Linked DNA regions of Macaca mulatta: region 2 is linked to region 1. Evidence: chromatin contacts called from public Hi-C data. All regions are on one chromosome and are shown on one strand. Each heading gives the region's core, a stretch centred on a gene start, on an enhancer-like site or on the middle of the called end of the contact. The rest is flanking DNA. Distances are from core to core; before and after follow the strand shown.

Evidence for each region. A called contact is a pair of places that touch in the nucleus more often than the background predicts.
Region 2: a contact with region 1 is called in a Hi-C map of fetal cortex germinal zone, with 2.9 times the contacts expected there. The contact joins the promoter of CSNK1A1 here to the promoter of AFAP1L1 in region 1. A contact is called at or near these places in 2 of 14 Hi-C or Micro-C datasets (fetal cortex germinal zone and liver).

Annotation. Positions count from the first base shown.
Region 1 is chr6:158,233,022-158,237,091 of T2T-MMU8v2.0, reverse strand. AFAP1L1 (actin filament associated protein 1 like 1) reads right to left here and starts at 2,496. Exons shown (of 19, transcript XM_028849832.2): 1 at 2,288-2,496. The coding sequence starts at 2,312.
Region 2 is chr6:158,513,593-158,517,539 of T2T-MMU8v2.0, reverse strand. CSNK1A1 (casein kinase 1 alpha 1) reads left to right here and starts at 1,955. Exons shown (of 10, transcript NM_001261235.1): 1 at 1,955-2,564; 2 at 3,235-3,341. The coding sequence starts at 2,442.

The DNA.
Region 1 (4,070 bases), core at 1,247-3,746:
AGGGTGCTATTTAAAAACTGGTGGGGAGGGGAGTGGTGGAGAGGTGGGGGAGGTGGGGGGCGGGTAGGAGTGTGAAGGGGAGGAGGGATGGTGGTATTTGCTTTAGACCTATGATGTGGGAGGTGGGAACAGCAGGACTGAGGGGTGTGAGAGGTGCCTCTTCTCTCTGTTTTTCCTCCCTGATGTACACTCTGCACACTTGCCTAGAAATCAGTTAACAGGTGAGAACTGCTTTACAAATCTAGGCCTCAGTTGCTAAAGAACCAAATACAGAAGCCCCCTCTCTTTCCTGCCTGCCCCTCCCAGTCCCTGAAGGAGGTTAGTGCAGTATTTTGTGTTGGGGAGGGGCAGGTGAAGTTGAACTGGAAGCCAGGAGTCCCCTCTGGCCCTCTGAGCTCGCCAAGCCTGACTTCCCGTGTAAGAGTAAGGGAGGTTACCCCACACCTGCTCCCGGCGCATCCCTGCCCCAGTGCCTCCTAATTGCTCCCATGCCCCTGTTCCTTCCTTTTTTTCCTCCCTTGGGGGTCAGCACAGCAAACAGGCAGATGGGGGAGAGGTGTGGGATTATCGTGGGGAGGGGAAGGAATTTTCCATTATTAATAATAACAACAACGCTTCGCCTGTTGGCACAGCACTCACTAGTTTATCTAGTGCCTTCATACCTGTGATCTCTTTGGATTCCAGAGGTGCAGACTGAAACCCTGGGGTTCTGATTCCCAGTCTTTGACATTGTTTACGTGTCCGCAGGCCACTTCTTTACAGACACACACATGCCAATTTGGCCATTGCCAAAGGCCATGTCTAGACCTTTACTTAAAATGTGCGCTGCCGGCCGCGGTGGCTCACGCCCGTAATCCCTGCACTCTGAGAGGCCGAGGCCGGCGGATCACCTGAGGTCAGGAGTCCGAGACCAGCCTGGCCAACATGGTGAAACCCGCTCTCTACTAAAAATACAAAAATTGGCCGAGTGTGGTGGCGCATGCCTGTAATCCCAGCTACTCGGGAGGCTGAGGTAGGAGAATCGCTCGAACCCGGGAGGCGGAGGCTGCAGTAAGCCGAGATCGCGCCACTTCACTCCAGCCTGGGCAACAAGAGCGAAACTCAGTCTCAAACAACACAAAACAAAAAGAAAAAGATGTGCGCTAGCCCCCTACCAATGCTGCCCTCTCGGCTCACATCAATCTCAATTCCAGTAAGTCCCCTCCATTTCTGTGAAACGTCTACCAAATACACTGGAAAAGAGTCAGCAAGGTGCCTTGGAGATCATCTAGTCCAACTTTGTCGCTGGTCCAGAGAGGAGGGCCTGGGCAGAGGACACAGCTGGTCCGGGATAGAACCACCCCCGCCTCCTCCCTCCCACGCGCACACATGCACAGGCGCGCCTGCTCCCGGCGCTCCTCCTTCTCCCAATGCCCTAGGCAGCTGCAAACTTCGGTCCCCTGGGGCTTCTCCCCAGGGACTGCCCACGGCGGGTGTTTAGGGAGTTGAACCTGGAAACCTTGTTTTCCCCTTTAGAGTGGAATGGGGTCAGAGGAGCTCGCTGTCCTCCGGCATCTAGAGGGGGATCTTTTATGAAGTTACAAATCCTTAGCCTACGAAAACTCTGATTTCACACGCGAGAGGCGAATTGGCCCCAGGACACAGGCATTGACACGCACCGGGTTGTCCCGGCAGCAGGAGGCACCTGTGCACCAGCGCCGCGTCTCCCAGTTCCCTCCGAGCCTTCCTCAGCCCCCGCCCCACCGCCCGCCTCTCTCCCTCCTCCTCTCCGGCTTCAGATCGCCCGGTCTCCCTTACTCGCCCGGCGCAGCAACAAGTGCGGGCGTCACGGCCCCTCTTACCCCGGCCTCGGTCCATGGCGCCGGCCTAGTCCCCGGGGAGCGGGCCGCAGGGCGCGGGGGCTTCGGCGCGGCTGGTGGCGGCGGGCGCGCTGAGCTCTCAGGCCAGCCCAGCGGCCGGCGCTCTCCGCGGTCCCCTCCCCCAGACAGGATGCTCGCCGGCCGCCCCCGCCCCGCCCGCGCCCGCGCCCGCCCCCGCCCCTCAGCGCCGCTCCCGGAATAGACCCGAGCACGCCTCGCCCCCTGGGCCGCCGGCCGCTGTCCCGTGGTGCCGCACACGCCCGCGCCGCGCCCTGCCGCCAGCTCGCCCTCCGCGGCGCTCTAGCTCGGGCTTGGAGGACCCGCTTCCCAGTCCGCACGCGTTCGTTCCGGCGCCCGCGCGGCCCGCCCCAGCCCGAACCCAGGAGGTGTGCGGCTTTGCTTGCACTCCGCTAATGATGGGGTCTTACCACCGCACCCCTCAGCCCGCTCCATTCCTGAATGCGGAGACCGTTGGAGTCCTTTTTTATCCTATGGAATCAAAACCCCCTTCCCTGCAGCCGCCACCCATTTCCAGGCTTTGGGCTTGTCTTCTCCATTCGCCGCGGGTCTTTCCGGAGCACCTTCTAAGCCAGACAGTGGGCCCGCGGCGATGCGGGTGCAATGTCAGTGGTGTTGCGAAAGAGGAGTTAAATAGTAACAAAGATCTTCAGAAAGAAAAGCACCTGGGAAAGGGAGAAAGAGAGACTTGCTGAAAGGTGGGCAAGGGATTGGGACACTTTCAACTTTTGATGTTCCTTGTGTACTAAAACGTGAAAACATACGAGGATCTGGGAGAATTCAGAAAAAGAATAGAAAAATGAATAACACGTGAAAACATGCAAAACAGTGATAAAAAATGTGGAAATGAATACTTTTAGCATACAAAATACAGTGCAATGTAAGTGTACTTTTCGCAAGATTGTAGAAAATATTGCTATGACCAGTGTGGAACAATAATGGGATCTAAGTTTAAAGCTGTATGAAGAATGTCAACTTCTTCACCTTATTGGTATATCTTGTGAAAATAGGTCTCATTCATTTATAGACAATATCAAATGTCTGACTTTAAGACCCTTCATAAAGTCCAGGACCAATTGTTATCCTAGATACCGCTCCTCCCACCATGGGCCAGGCCATGGTTTTCAGCTTTGAGCTGGCCACCGTTCCCTACTTAGAACATTCTGGAATGAGGAACACCCACCACAAAGGTATGGAGTCAAGAAAAGGCCTGGGAAAGACCAGCCTGTATTTTCCTGGACTGGGAATATTTTCTTTCTTTTCTTTTCTTCTTCTTTTTTTTTCTTGAAAAGTCTTGCTTTGTTGCTGAGGCTGGAGTGCAGTGGCGCGATCTCGGTTCACTGCAACCTCCACCTCCCAGGTTCAAGCAATTCTCCTGCCTCAGCCTCCTGAGAAGCTGGGATTACAGGCGCCCACCACCATGCCCTGCAAATTTTTGTATTTTTAGTAGAGACGGGGGTTTCAACTTGTTGGCCAGGCTGGTTTCGAACTTCTGACCTCAGGTGATCTACCTGCCTCGGCCTCCCAAAGTGCTGGGTTTACAGGCATGAGCCACCTTGCCTGGCCGGGAATATTTTCTCTATTGCTTTTATGGGCAAATTAAAATCAACATTGTCTTAAAATATTGCATCAGTAATTTATTTAGTTGTGTATGTGTATGAGCACTCAGACCAAACGTGATGTCGTGAACAATGTATGAAAACTTGTGCATGACTCTTGTTCTGTTAGTTTGATGCAAAAGTAATAGTGGTTTTTGCCATTGAAAGTAATGGCAAAAAACGCTATTACTTTTTGCACCAATCTAAATACTACATTGTATAATAACTTTTCATCAATGAGATTTTCTTGCTCATCTGTGCTATGGGAAGCCTCATACTGTAAGTCCTCACAGGACTGTTGGTAGAGCAAATGAAATGATACAAACCCACTTTACAAACCACAAACAGCTATAAAATATGAGCCATTATTATTTTCTGAGTTCCTCTTTGTTGCTGTCCCCTTTTCCAATTTGAAAAGGTCAGTTTAAATTCTAAAGCAGCCAACCAACAATTTGCCAGTGGATTAAGTTTTAAAAGTTTATTGTCTGAACTCTGAAACACTTGGAAACAAGGCCATAAATTGTATTTAAGTTCTCAGGCTAGCTCACTAATTCTTCTAAAAACATAAAATTTCATTTGAAATAATTTAGAAAAA
Region 2 (3,947 bases), core at 706-3,205, 280 kb before region 1:
GATGCTTAAACTTGGCTTTTTTTTTTTTTTTTTTAAGACCAGAATTAATTAATTAATTTTTAGACGGAGTTTTGCTCTGTCTCCAGGCTGGGGTGCAGGGGCACCATCTCGGCTCACTGCAACCTCCGCCTCCCGGGTTCAAGCGATTCTCCTGCCTCAGCCTCCTGAGTAGCTGGGACTACAGGCAGACGCTACCATGCGCAGCTAGTTTTTGTATTTTTTAGTAGAGACGGGGTTTCACCATGTTGGCCAGAATGGTCTCGAACTCCTGACCTCAGGTGATCCACTCGCCTCTGGCCTCCCAAAGTGCTGGGATTACAGGTGTGAGCCACTGCACCCGGCTGCGTTTTAGACCAGAATTTAACAGCAGATTTTAACTTAGTCAAAACATGCTTTAGAGTCACCAAAGGCGAACGATGTCTAATAGTGGTGATTTGGGAGTTGGGCACCCTGGGTGTTGGTTGTGCCTTAAAACTTCATGCTAAACTTTAGGGGAAGTCTCTTCCCCTCTCTCTTCAGTTATCTTCCGAGATGAACCCTATTACTAACCTTAATTACTTGATCACCTTTCAAAGGTGCAGTTAAAATTCTTCACATTTTTCTCTCATTTCTATTTAATTAATTATTTTTTTGAGAGAGGGTCTCTCTGTTGCCCAGGCTGGAGTGCAGTAGCGTGATCTAGTCTCACCGCAACCTCCGCTTCCGAGTAGCTGGGGTTACAAGTGTACGTCATCACACCCAGCTAATTTTTGTATTTTTAGTAGATACGGGGTTTCGCCATGTTGGCCAGGCTGGTCTCGAACAACTGACCTCAAGTCATCTGCCCGCCCCGGCCTCCCAAAGTGGTGGGATTACAGGCGTGAGCCACTGCGCCCGGCCCTCATTTCTATTTTAATTAAATTTTATTTAGGATAGGCTTAGCTTAAATGTTTACGACTGAGGTCTGACTTAAGATGATAGCATAAACCATGGAGCTTTCTTTTGTGAACATTACTATTACTCAACCCAATTTTCCCAGGTCAAATTTTGTAATACAAAATGTGGTCAAGATTTGATTCTCTGATCGATTTTTAGTAAAAAAGAAAAAAATTTCCGTGTAGCTTTAAATGTTGTCAATTAAATTTTGTAATAGTTACCTCTACTCTGTTCAGGTTAATACTGCGGTTTTCAACATGACCAACATACGATTCTTTGTTGTTGTTTTGGTGGGGTTGGGGGGCATAACAGTTTTTTCACTCTTGTTAAATTAATTTTCTGTTGATTCCATCTATCCCTAATCTTCACTATGAACAAGATACTGGGTTTTCTTCTGAAGATCAAAAGTGGTAGTGAGGCAATAATGCAAAGACGTAGGACGGCAGGGGGATTCCGGCTTCTTTCTTTTTTCCCCTCCTGTGGAAAGAGGGTCTATAACACTCCGTAGTAGAGAAGAAAATTCTAATTATGAAGGGTAATTAGCTAGGTTTTGCTATAACCGAGAGCCCTGAACGATTCCTCAACGCGGGCTGCTTTTCTCTTCCTCTCCACCAGAGGCGATAGCCTCTTTCCAAACAGAAACTGGGTTGGAATAGGCCGGTCCTGGGGAGCGGCCAGAAGAAAGATCAAAGGTTAAAAACCGCCTCAAAGAGCAAAGGTCAATACCCAACTCCTAAGGAGGCCTGACACGAAACATGAAGGTGACTCCTCCCAACATCGAGGCCTGGGGCCACTCAGCCTTCCAGAGACCCTGCGGGTCCGAGGCGAGTAACAGGTAACACCAGCTGAGCCGCCGCCGACCGGAAGTGGAAGAAAGCCCGGGGCGGGGTGAGGCAGGCCGCGGCACGCCTGCGCAGTCAGCAGGAGTTGCAGCGCTCATGCGCTACTGGGCGGTGACAGGGTGACGCTCGGAGCGTGGGCCGCGACTCTCACGGATCCGGTTCCGCCCTCTCGCTGCCGATCCTTCGGAGCGAGCGCCCCAGATCCCTTTCCCAGAGTGCTCTGCGCCGTGAAGAAGCGGCTCCCGGGGACTGGGGGCATTTTGTGTTGGCTGGAGCTGGAGTAACAAGATGGCGGCGTCGGCGGAGTGACAGGGGTCCCTCAGGGCCGGAGCCGGCGGCAGTGGTGGTAGCTGTATCGCCGCCCTAGCTCACCGCGCCCCTTTTCCAGCCCGCGACGTCGCCGCGCAAGCGAGGCAGCGGCGGCCGCCGAGAAACAAGTGGCCCAGCCTGGTAACCGCGAGAAGCCCTTCACAAACTGCGGCCTGGCAAAAAGAAACCTGACCGAGCGGCGGTGATCAGGTTCCGCTCGGCTGATTCTGGGCCCCGAACGCCGGTAAAGGCCTCCGTGTTCTGTTTCCTGCCGCCTTCCTCCGTAGCCTTGCCCAGTGTAGGAGCCCCAGAGGCCTCCGTCGTCTTCCCAGAGGTGTCGGGGCTTGGCCCCAGACTCCATCTTCGTCTCTCAGGATGGCGAGTAGCAGCGGCTCTAAGGCCGAATTCATTGTCGGAGGGAAATATAAACTGGTACGGAAGATCGGGTCTGGCTCCTTCGGGGACATCTATCTGGCGATCAACATCACCAACGGCGAGGTAATCACCTGGGGTGGGGTTCACGATAACGCTGCGCTTTTCCTCATTCCCCCCACCACCACCGCGCACCCCCAAAGTGCTCGGGCCTTTCCTCACCGCACGCACTCGCCAGGGAGTCCAGGGAGCTAGTTTTCCTGGCTTGCGATCCTCGCCCGCTCTCTCCCTAAAAGGGTCAAGAACCCGATAGAAAGGTTGGGGGAACTAGTTTCCCAGCTTGTTAAACACGTCCCATAAATGTCCCTTCGTCGAGCTGTTTTTTTTTTAACCGACTTTTAAGGTGGAAACGGCAAAATCCTCTTTCTGTGATTCCCATGCTTTGCTTTGCTTTTCTTTTATTTAATTTTTAATCCTACTGGGCCTCTTGTTCCAATTAGAACAGTTTCCGATTGCCTAGTTCCTTAAAAACCTCTCACTACGTTCAGAGGTTGCTTCTTTTTTCTGGATGAATCATTTTCCTGCACTTTAGAGGACGTACGATTTCGTCACTACCCCCTGAAGAGGCCTTTGAGGCTGGTTGCCTCGTTTTATAATTACAGAGAGCTTTCTCTTTCCAGCTTTTCACTTCTTCCTTGTAGTCGCGACTTGGAGTTTTGCTAATGTCTCTCTCCTTTCCTAAATGACACTGAATCCGTAGGGATGTTGATGCCATCATCCCCTCTTTCCCCTGCAGGAAGTGGCAGTGAAGCTAGAATCTCAGAAGGCCAGGCATCCCCAGTTGCTGTACGAGAGCAAGCTCTATAAGATTCTTCAAGGTGGGGTTGGCATCCCCCACATACGGTAAGAACCCCGTGCATGTAGGCGATCCGCTGAGGGAAGCACGGAATGGGGAAGTGGGTAGAGGCAGGTAATGAGACCAGCTGAATCCGGGTCTTGTTTTAGTTACCTGGGTTCCTTGTAGCTGGTGCCTTCCTGTAAGTCATCGCAATCACTGAGTAAATTTCAATTTGCCAACTTATTTCATTGTATTACACTGCTCCATTTCGCTTCCGTCATTCTCTTCCCGAGGCTTTCGTTTGCAGTTAGGCGTGCGGGTCATCTTTGATCCCTACGCGGAAGGGTTGGCTGCTGCCTTTTTTACGGCGGCACGTCTGATGTTCTTAGGTTTGTCCAGTGAAGTGGATTTGAAGGTGCTGAAGCGACCCGGCAGTGTCAGTTCGAGTTGCTATTGGAGCTGGCTTGGGAAATGGCTGCTCTTTTGTTGTGTTTTTGTTCCAACATGTCTTCCTCCTCCGCTTAGAAAATGGCGGAACGACGTGACTCAACCCCATATTCCTGCCCTTTTCTCAGCTTGGGTTCACAAATTATGCTTCCTTGATTCCTCCTTTAGCAGCCCCGAGTGGATTAAACCTTTGAAAAGCCAAGAATAAAGCTGCAGGAGGCGGT